Linked DNA regions of Lactuca sativa: region 1 is linked to region 2. Evidence: chromatin contacts called from public Hi-C data. All regions are on one chromosome and are shown on one strand. Each heading gives the region's core, a stretch centred on a gene start, on an enhancer-like site or on the middle of the called end of the contact. The rest is flanking DNA. Distances are from core to core; before and after follow the strand shown. Region 1 holds the start of LOC111916670 (mRNA-decapping enzyme-like protein). Region 2 holds the start of LOC111916666 (UPF0496 protein At3g19330).

Region 1 (5,675 bases), core at 2,750-5,249, 140 kb after region 2:
ACTTATCAGATAGGAAGATAAGATTCATTCCATAATCCTATATAATCAAAATTGATTATGATAAAATCTCTAATCAATTATCTAAATTAACTATAAATAATGAAGATTTTTAAATTTAAAAAAAAAAAAAAAAAAAAAAAAAAAAAAAAGTCTAAATAATCTTTAATGACCAAAAAACACCTTAAATCAAAGGCAAAACAGCAAAACAATGGATTCGACTAACCGGTCAATTTTCCAACTTTGGATTTCATGTTTTGTATCGTTGATGAACAAGCACAAGAACAGGATGAAGGCTTGGGATTTTAACAATAGTAATTTAAAATAAATTAAACTGGATAAAGAATAAACTTCTTTAAATATTAAGGAACCTAAAAATAAACAAATGTCGAGATGTACACCATCTCAACATCACATAGACATAGAGTGACCCGAATTTGTCAGTACGTGAAACAAACTTGTCCCTATCCAAAAATAAATAAATAAATAAAACATGTTTAACATAAATATATAAGTGAAAAAAATGACGTAATAAAATTGGATTCTTAAAAAGCATAATGAAAACTTATATACCAACCAAGATCCAATTCACAAAACCCAAAAATAAACCAGACTAAATACACACAACTCTACATAAAAACACCCAAAAGTTCATATATATCATATATATCGACTCCAACCAACAACTTCCAACTTCCTATTTCTATCAAAAAAACAAAACAAAACAAAACAACATGGCATCATCAATCAAGACTCACATCCAACAATTGGGGTGCAAAAAAACATAATTCGCATATCGACTGACTCAGTGACTATAATCATTGTTGGTGTACTTTCTGTAATGCTTGGTGGAACAAATCAATGAACTGATTATCCTGCACATCATAATTTATACCAATGATTTAAATACAACTTGATAAAAAAATTAAGTATATTACAAAAAATGGTCCATGTGTTTTATAATTTTTACTGTGTTTCGTCCAAAATTGAAACCTTTTCCAAATTGGGTTCTTATTTCAAGGTTACATATCGATTTTGATCCCTGGATCCTTGAAACAAAGACCAAACTCAGAAAGTCCCAGGGACCAAAAGTGATACAAAACCATATTGATAAGGACCAAAACTGAAAAATGTTTTTATTTTGGAGTAAAAATTAGAAAGCATATGGACCATTTTGTAACTTACTTTAGATTTTAATACCGCGTGTAATCCAATATTGAAACATTTTTCAATTTTGGTCCTTATTTCAAGGTTTCATATCTCGCTTTTGGCCCCTAATAAAGACCAAAATCGATACAAAAACTTGAGATAAGAACCAAAACTGCTTAATTTTGGACTAAACACAATAAAAATCAGAAAAAAGCACATGGACCGTTTTCATAATTTAATTTATAGATTTTAATACTCGTTTGTAGTCCAATACTGAAACATTTTCAAATTTGGTCCTTATTTCAAGGTTTTATATAAACTTTTGGCCCCTATAACCATACAATAAAGACTAAAATTGACATAAAAACTTGAGATAAGGACCAAAACTGAAAAATATTTTTTAATTTTGGACTAAACACGGTAAAAGCCAGAAAAACACATACGATTTTTGTAACGTAGTCTAGAATATTTAGATACCTGGGCAAGCATTAGAAGGGCATCACGGACTTTTTCCCTGCTGAATGATCCATAATTTGGAGAAGAACTGGAACCAGGGGTAAGGGAAGGGGGTGGGGTGGGTGGGGGGAATGGTTGGAGCAATGGAATCCCATGGCTACGCGGTTGAACAGGAGCCCCTGGAATAGATGGTGGAATGGAATGTGTCATCAACGGAGTTGGAGTTGGAGTTGGAGAGGGTGTAAAAAAAGAAAGGGGTTTGATAAGATTAGTGACACGTGTACTGTTATTGTTGATGTTGTTGACCTGGTCTTGACTTTCATGGAGTGGGATTCCGATTCCGGAGGTTGATGAAGGAAAGGATGGCATTTGGAGTGGCGTATGGTTGAGTGAAGGGGAAGATGCAACACGGGAATGTAATGGAATTGATGTGGAGGTGTGGTATGGTGGAATGGAATTGACTGAGTTGGATGGATGGTGTCCTAGATTCATGGTATTCTGAAGGAAAGGAATTAGTTATTAACGTATAAAATAAAAGGAAAAATTATAGAAAAACCATTATGTTGATGAAATAATACATACACCAAAGAAGTTTGCAAATGAAGAATCTTCAGGGATATCTGTGGAGCTTGAAGTGGTAAATGGTGGTTCTAGTGGTCCTTCAATTACTGAAGATGTGGGTACAGCTTCAAGTTCCTCAAATTCACTACATATATAAAACTTTAATTATAGTTATTGTAAATAAATTTTAATGAAATAGTGAAAATAGTATTGGGTACCTTTTGTTTACTTTTGGTTTGAGAGGGACCTTTGAATATGCACCGAGTATCCTGAATAAATCAATAAAAAAATGTGTGTGATTATGATATTCTTAAGCCATTGTATTCCTTCTTCAATTCCATTATACTAAAGTAGCAATAAAACTTATACTCTTCAACAATCCAAACATAAAGTTCACAACTTTAAATATCTCTAGAGTTTGATAGCTCAATTCCAACTCATAACACTCTATATGCATATTCAAGATATTAAGAAAAAGGAGGAGAAATAAATACCTTGTAAAAAGATTTGCAACATCCTCACACTCACGTGGATTGTAGAACCAAATACCATTGACCTCTTGAGCAGGATTTCTATACAGGAGATATGGAACTTGAAGTTCATACTCAAAATCCCCTAAAAGATCCTCAACTAGATTTTCTGTGGAATGTTAATAAAATAAAATATGTAAAACAAAATATAAAAAGTAGAGTGCCTCAATTAGAAAGGTGGAAGGAAGCTTGCCTGTATTTCGCCGATTCATTACTATAAATTGAAACCTTGGTTGGGCATTCCTGCAATTAGATCTAAATAAGAATCCATATTTTTGTTTATAATCAACAAAATAGCATTGTTCACAATGACAACAACCTTTTAACCACAAAGAGAGACCCTTCAACATCCTTTCGACTCTGAAAAAGTATAAAAAAGTTAATAACACCATTGATGAATGAATTATATAAGTGATCAGAAATATCATAATCTGTGTTGTTTGTATAACTATAATATATTAACATATTCTTCTCCAATGATCTGGTGTGAGGTGCCTGGAGTCTAAAGAGAACAGCTTTATAATTACATTACTATTGTCTGTTGGCTATATGTTATCTGTTCACAAAGGTAGAATTCTAATTCTCTGTATAATGGAGTGATCCTCGATATTGGCTGTTGAATAATATAATATACAATGAGATAATTTTTCATTACATTTGATATGTGAAAAATGTTATTTTGGATATGATGCCATAAAATGTAAGTAATCCAGGTTCGAAGTCTAAGATCCCTAGTTCCATTTTAGTGTTTCCCCCAAATACTTCCTCTAAATCTGTCGTGCATCAACTTAAATCAACTCATCCCTGCTCAAACATTTAGCCAAATAACAAACAAATCAAATAAACAAATACATAATCAACAAATACCATGAACTGCATTCGAAAACCTAATGCCGATATTGTCGTATCGCGTCAGAACCCTAATTAATCGTATATAGCTAACGTTTACCATTGTTCTAGTGCCGTTTCACGTACGAATCCTATCGAAAAAGCTAAATGAATCAAAATTAAAACAGAAAAAGAAATCCTAACCCATTGATTGAGGTCAACGTTGAATTCGTAAAAGGTAACATGAGCGGCGGTGATTAAGATCTCCTCAATGTAAGGATCCATTCTCTGAAGTACAGTAAGGTTAAGGATTTTTGTACTGTTTTGATCCAGATTGGGCATCAATTTGCCATTTTGAGACATCTTCTCTCTCTGATGAATTCGATCGAAATCAATCCAACCCCTCCAAGGAAACCCTAAACCCAAGCGAGAGCGAGAGAGAGAGAGAGAGAGAGAGAGAGTAATCTGATAAGAAAGTCGGTTATATGATTTTTGTTGGCGCTAAATAGTCCATGAATTTTTATACTTTATCGACATTTGTCGTGTTTATAAAACCTTATTTTTTATTTTGGATTATTTAGTAATAACTAATAAGACGCTATTTATAAAAAAGTTTGTTTGTTTGTTTTTTTAATCTTAAACTAATACGTATAAGAAATTTTTGTGTTTTTCTTGAGATTCATGTGAAAGCATAGAAAAACCATTTTTGTCGAATTTATAAATGTATCAAAGGGACCACAGTCCACACTTATAAATATAAAAATAACAAGTGTATAATTTCTAAAAAATCACATTTCTAAGTAGTTGAAATTTACAAATTATGCATTAATTGATGATGAAATTTAGGGTTTTGATTATTTTGACAAGCAATTAATCGGTTTTTTTCAAGAAATATAATATATGGTTTATATGTTAATTAAACCACATTTATATCACCACATTCTTGAACATTAAGTTTTGTTGTTAACAAACAACTAGATCAATTCCATTGATAAACAACTTTACAACAATTTCAATTCACACTCATATCGATCAATGTTGAAACACAAATCATGAAAATGACAAACTATGCAACCATGAAGAACATTTCGTGTTTTTTAAAGAGAAAATGCAGATAAAACGATCAAGCACATGAGGACAACAACCGCTAGAAAAGAAGCCACCACTGCCCCACTAATTTCCTGACAAAAATCATTAAATTGTTGACAAATCGCTGGCCAATTTGCATCTGAATTTCCGTTATGGGCCAAGTAGACTATGGATGCAGCACCACCGGCTGCCGATGTTGTCAAAGCAACCATAACCTATCATAAATATTCCACTAGTTAATAATTATATGGTAATACTTATAGTAAAATAAAGAATGAATAATATAAAAGTGACACAAATGTATAATATCATAGTATTAAAAATGTCTTACGATGTCAAGGAAGATAAGAAGCACCCTTGGAGCCACCAATTGAGGACGAATAATGCATACAATTGAGATAGGGATCGAGAGGGCTAGGTAGGCAGCAGTGATGGCATTAGCAATCACAAAAAATCTGTCATACATAATATAATATATTGATATTAATATCGTAGATTTTTTTAGTAGAGAATATATTATAAAGTAAATAAAATTGAAGTTGTGTAAAAAATTTAGTCGGTTTTATTTTTTATTATGACTTACGTAAAAGCTGGTAGATCATCAAACTGAGCTTTGAATTGGAAAAACTGAGTGAAGAAAGGGAGAGTTTGGTCTGTAGACCCCATGGCTATCGCAGCTCCTAAAGCAGCTCCGATACCAGCTAGCCTTAGAACCACATCAAATACAGCTAACCCTCTTTTGTACCCTCCCTTAGGAGCCTTTTGAACAATTGGTTTGATGGTACTTGACGATGGTGGTGCCAAAAGTGGTGCCTTCCCTTTCCTTTCCTTGGGTGTCTCGGTAATGTTGACTGCGGTTGACTCGCCTTCCATTTTGGAGAGAGAAAGAGAATGATAAAATGTGATGTAGAGAGAGAATGTGAATAAGGGAGAGGTGTTGAAGGTGATGAGAGAATGTTGAGTGGAAGAATGTATATATAGGAGATAGATTAATGAAGAGTAGGTTAACCGATTTGTGTTAGAAAATATAATGGAGTTTGGAGGAATAGAGAGTGGTTGGTACCT
Region 2 (6,144 bases), core at 528-3,027:
ATAAAAGTACAATTTTTTAAAAATAAATTAATATATAACTATATTTTTAAGGGCAATTATTTAAAGTGATTTCAAAAGCTTAGTAGCGTTTTGTTAAACGCTACATGAAGTAGCTTTTATATTTTGTGTGTTTTATTTAAAGTAAAAGTTAAACGTTCGTATTGTAAAAAAAAACTTTTTGTTTAAACTAGAACGTTTTGTTAAAAGCTAGAAGCTAGAATCTCACAAACGTTTTGTGCCAACTGAATAACTAGCTTCAAGTTGATAAAACAATTATATTTCATAAAATTAGTTGAAATATATAAAATACCATACATAATAATAAACTCATTGAAACACTAGTCTAAATTATTTTTAAAATTATTATTTTACTGCCAAACATAACAATTTAAAAAAAAAAGAACTATGAATATATAGTATGTGTATGTCAAAAATAACCTAATAACAAATTAACAATCCATCAAAAACACCTTAATATCAGGGGAAAATGACTTTTGACGGTAATTCATTGTTGCGTTTGTTTTCATTTGGTCAATTTCCTTTTTTTTGTACTCAATATACCATTGAACTTGTAGTTTGTGTTCACCATAACCATTTTGACCGACTTTTGTCTTGTTATAGCCGGTCAAAAGGTTATGGTGAACACCAACAACAAGTTCGATGGATATTGAGTACGAAAAAAAAAGAAATGGACCAAATGAGAACAAACTCAACAGTTGGTTACCCTCTTCAGTTATTTTTCCCGAAAAGTTAAATGGAATTAAAGTTGCAAAATTATCAAAGACTGTAACATTCTTTCGCAATAATGTATATGAAGAGTGTTTTGGAGGGGTAACTTCGATAAAACATGGTCCATGCTATGCTTACTATGGTTAGTTGCCAACACCTCTCTACAAAAAGGATATGACTGTGTATGAGAGGTATATTTATCAGCAAAAACGTTTACCTCAAAGTATATTATGGTGATGTGTCTGTAAAAGTTGTATGATATTGTACATATTGATGTTATACCTTATCACATGAATTCGATCTTAAAGTTAAGTAAACAAAAAAATCACAACACTTGTGATTCCACCCGTTTGTAGACTTGTCTATAATCCATGATACGCTAAATCATTTGATTGGAAATGTAAATGTAGTCATGAAATGCACCTGCTTAGTCAAGATTCCCCTAATAAATATTCAAGTGCATTACAAAGTTGTACATGTATGAATAATGTTCTTTCGTGAGTTATGTTTTGAAGAGAAGCAAGAATAAATCTCATAAAGTCATTAATATCAACAGAAGATGATGTGAAATTTGTTGTAAATGAGTAAAAGGAAAGTGAATCAGGAGGGTAACCAACTATTGCATTTGTTCTCATTTGGTCCCTTTTTTGTATCCAATATATCATCGAACTTGTTGTTTGTGTTCATCATAATCCTTTTGACCGGCTTTTGATAGTCAATCAAAGGGTTATGGTGAACACAAACAACAAATTCGATGGTAAGTTGGATAAAAAAAACCAAATAAAACAAAAAAATAATTAGTTACCTCAAGAGTCATTTTCGGTAGTATTAGAACTAAATTCATATCCTAAAATTCCCATTTCATCTCTAATAGAGTGGAGTTCAAATCCTTGAAAACCCCTTTTCATAAGCAAAAACAACCTTCTTGTGCGACACGGTGGCATCGGGTCTAAAAATGGTGTTTTGGTCGTATCCACCGACGCGTAAGCAATTAGCTAGTAGCGCCATCGTCTTCGCCACCGGCGCGACACTCTTCGCTGCCGGTGCTTACCTGTCATTCGTTAATATAGCACCTCAGCAAGCTCGGGCCAAAGCTCGCTCCGATTACGTCAAATCCCGCCTCCGCAAGCTTCTCCAAGACGATTGATTCTAACTTTACGCCATCCTCTTCAGTTTATCAAATTAGGTATTTTCATACAATCTTATACCTCCTACTTGTTCTTCTCCCTTAACCAATACCCAATATTCTTCCGTATCCCACTGTTTCCTTCCAATTTGGGAGTTTATGCTAGGGTTTTACTTTCTGGTATGAATTTGTGTTTTTTCATCGCCGATTGAACCAAATCATAGTGATTACTTCGATAGTTTGTATCATTATCTGAGAAATGTCGAAAGGAAACACTTAATTTCCATTAGAAAAATATTTCAGGATATCATCTATCTACTCTAATTTTATAGAAGTCGATACGAATCAAGAACTTAACTTTTTCTCTTATTGCAGGTAGCATTTGTATCAAATAGTCGAATCTTATTACTTATAGTAGCCATGCTTTATTGTCTGAGATCATCACGAGCCACTACATCTGAAAACATTCATCCTAATCAACTACCATTACAGGGTATGCTTAAAAAACTTATATATTTTTGTCTTCGAATTAAATTTTCACAATCTAACATATTTTACAAAATCCAACAGATATAACTTCCAGATCAGGTTCTCAATCCTCCCCAACCCTAACCAACGAGTACACATCAGCATTACAAACAAGCTCCTACAGTGAAATACGCATTTTCCTCGACATAGAAACCGACCAATCCACACACGACCAACTTCTTGCCCAATACCTTCGCCCAAATGGCGAATATGTTGAAGAAATCTTAATTCTTCAACATGAGGAGCCCGGTTATGACAGTTTCATAACCGGGCTCCTCTGGTCATTCTTTGACCATAGCGAAAACAAGGCCCGTATGTGTCTTGACTTAAGTCAAGCAATCAGACGGGCCCGCTCGCTGATAACCCCATTACAGGACCTCCTCTTAGTTCTCCCGCTCGATTCCGATTCCGACTCTCTTTCCTCCCCTCAACGCACCCGCGCCTTCGACCTCCTTCTCAAATACGAACAATTAGAGAACCCGTTTCCCGACCCCGGGTCCCGCAACGTGCGGGGCATGCGCCATTGTTTTGCGGACCTCAACGAACAGCTCCAAATTCAAATCAACAAGTCAAACTCGCGTATCCGGTTCCTCCACCGGGCCGCCATGAGTTTTGCGGTTTGTTTAATTTTGACGACTGTCGGTGTTGTGGTGGCGGGAGTGGTGGTTGCGAGCCATGCGTTGGTGGCTCTTGGTGTTGCTACTTTGATTCCGGTGTGTGTTCCTTCTAAAATTGAGAAGAAAGAGCAATATAGATTAGCACAATTGGATGCTGCTCAAAGGGGGACTTATGTTCTTCATGAAGATATAATAACAATTGAAAGACTTGTGAATCATTTGTATTCGGATATTGAGGTTAATAAAAGGTTTATAAAGAGTGGGTTGTGGAGGGGGAAGGATATGCATTCGATTTTGGAGGTGTCAAGGCAGATAAAAAGGAGTAATGTGTCTTTTCAAAAGCAACTTACGGATCTTGATGAACATTTGTGTCTTAGTTTTGCTGCTATAAATCGTGCTAGATCTCACCTTATTCAAGCGATTAATGTTCGTAGAGATGATAGTTTGTAGACAGAGTTAGTGGAAATTGATTCATTGATTGCAAGAGGTATTCTTTCTATCTTTTATTTAATTTAAATTAGTGACTTGAAACTTAGAAAATGGTAGCTTTTGAGGAAACATATTGTTTTGGGGAACTCTTTATTATATTCCATTTAACAATGTTGATTATAGTTAGGTAACATTTGTGAAATTACTTTTACTGTTTGGTATGAGGGAATGTAATCATAAAAGAATGAAATGAACAAGGTATTATGGAATAAATATAGAAAAAAAAAGTTATTTTAAGAATTAATCTTATATCAGATAACGGTATATTGTTAAATTGACTACATATAAACATATTTTATGTCGTTTAAAATATATACTTTGTGTATTTAAAAAAAAGAAAAAAAAGTTATGTGAGTAATCAATGTTTCATTTTATTCATTTGTAGCAGACAAACATAAAATTTTATTTTCATTGACAAATAATAATGGAGTTACGACATTTGAAAAATCTTGAATGAACCATCTATAATAACAAGATCTTTGGCGTTCTAATTTCATAATGATAATTGCTCTTTATCGTTGATTTTTTCTATTCACAACTTTACGCCTTCCTTATTAGCTTAATCATTTAGGCATCTACATTTAATATTTACTCCTATAGTCCTATTTGTTCTTTTCCCTCGACCAATATAACATTTTTTGTTGTATATATATGTTTAGAAGTTATTTTTGTTGTATAATTAGTGGTTAAAGAACTTTGATTGGTGATCATACCAAACTATATTATTATTTGAAAAATGTCCAAAGGAAACATTTTGTTTACTTTAAGATTTTGTTACTATTTCTTTCTTTTTGTTTTGTTAGACTCCGTACTCTTGCTAGTTTCTGGCTAGTAGGTTGGTCGCTTTTTATATTAAATTTGCCGTTTTAAAAAGGAAAGCTTTAATTTTGGAAGTCAGTCTTTTATTTTAGGTATTGGTTTAACGTATGTAGAAGTTTTTTCGTATTCATGTGTTAAAAATGGTGTAATGATATTCAAAATTTTGGATGGTGTTCAAATTTTTTCGTAAGTTGTATTCGAACCTTGGAATGGTGTAATTAGGATTTTGGTATGCTCCCATTTGATTGAAGTGTTCGATGTATGTGCTATAAATGATTGGGAACTTTTTCAAGAGAAAATATATGCTTAATAACTAATTTCCTCCCAAGAAGTCACTGTGGAAGTTGGACAAAGCGGACTTATCACTCATATTGGGCTTAGATGAAACGGCCTCATGAGATTCAATTACCTAAAATTCTTAGATTACACTAAAATCATCAAGGTTTCTCCATAATTTAATATAATATTATATTTTCCAAAATATACAAACCAAATTTACGAAGAAATGAAAGTCTCAAAAAAAAAAAAAAATTGAAATTTCATCTTAATACAACTACTTCCAAATACTTGAGAATCGGAGTGTCCTAATGATAAAAGCATTTGAATACAGAATAGAGTACACAAATATTATATATAGTTATACACGTAATTTCAAATACTAATCTACTACTAATACTTCCACACCATTACAACTTAAAAGTAATGTGTCCCTATCCATTCGTGAGTGTATACAAAGCACAAACAGTCTTTTCCAATCATGCTCACGTATTTATTATACGAACTATAACAAGGTATGCGACTCCTGACACCAATCACTTGCCTTTTTTTTTTCGAAAGGCAAATATATTAATAAAAGCTAGACTAGCAAGAAACTAGTTGGAAGAACAAAGAAACATTACAAGAACATTAGGAAATGGCAATCTTAGATCCTAGAGCCAACCAATACAATTTATGGTGGCCTTTCTACTCCTATAATTAACCCACCACTCTTTAAGATTATGATGCAACCGAAGCATAGAAAACCAAAAATGCCAATCTTCAAAAGAGAACAAAAGAGAAATAGTAATATTTCACCGTCTAGCAATCTGAGATGTAAGTCTTGAAGGTATAACTAGGGATGTGCGTTTGGACTGAATACCCGAACTGAAATCGAAACATGGACCAGACGGACCTGAATTAAGACCGAATAAATTATTTGGGTCGGTTCTCGGATATCTATTTTTGCCCATTTCGGGTTACGCGGTTCGAGTTACCCGAATAAATGGTTAATCGGGCCAAAAAGATCGACCCGAAAAGTGAATAGTCACTTGAACTGAATAACTCAAATAAACCGAAATGGTCCGAAAGGAAATTCTATATCTAGTTCAAGAAAAAAAATATTAAATTAATATATTTTTTTTGAACCAGATATAGAATTTCATTATTTTGGTTATTCGGGTCATTTCGGTTTATTTGGGTTATTCGATTCAAAAGCATAGTGTAATGTTTATTTTCGTTATTTCGGTCCTTTCGAATTAATAACCGAACCGAAATTCATGTTACATGCGTCAAATCGGTTGATTATTATAATCGATCCGGGTTTTGGCTCCGTATTAGTAGAAGTGGTGGGCAGTTTCCACACCACCATCACATAACTTGAGATGATGTAGAACACGTGGTTCTAAGTGCAAAATTTCCACATTTAGTATAACTTCTAATGTCATATTATATGGAATTAAGTGTCTTGCCATTGGAGGTTTTAAGTGGATTTTAAGCTCACCCTAATCTCGTACTTGTGCACTATGTTCGTAGCTAACCCTTTCTAAATTTTGTTGATACCGAACCAAATGCCAAAGA

What was found. Hi-C and Micro-C count contacts between places; a contact is called where the count stands out from the background.
Region 1: a contact with region 2 is called in a Hi-C map of bud, with 6 times the contacts expected there. The contact joins the promoter of LOC111916670 here to the promoter of LOC111916666 in region 2. A contact is called at or near these places in 3 of 4 Hi-C or Micro-C datasets (bud, leaf and seed).

Annotation. Positions count from the first base shown.
Region 1 is chr1:72,659,010-72,664,684 of Lsat_Salinas_v11, forward strand. LOC111916670 (mRNA-decapping enzyme-like protein) reads right to left here and starts at 4,000. Exons shown (of 8, transcript XM_023912343.3): 1 at 3,726-4,000; 2 at 3,013-3,053; 3 at 2,887-2,936; 4 at 2,658-2,802; 5 at 2,382-2,432; 6 at 2,185-2,308; 7 at 1,624-2,100; 8 at 540-872. The coding sequence starts at 3,884. The coding sequence ends at 816. LOC111916576 (casparian strip membrane protein 1) reads right to left here and starts at 5,566. Exons shown (of 3, transcript XM_023912236.3): 1 at 5,194-5,566; 2 at 4,942-5,065; 3 at 4,477-4,825. The coding sequence starts at 5,483. The coding sequence ends at 4,619.
Region 2 is chr1:72,516,346-72,522,489 of Lsat_Salinas_v11, forward strand. It overlaps LOC111916666 (UPF0496 protein At3g19330), which reads left to right and starts at 1,778. Exons shown (of 3, transcript XM_023912339.3): 1 at 1,778-1,915; 2 at 2,231-2,348; 3 at 2,426-3,620. The coding sequence starts at 2,276. The coding sequence ends at 3,450.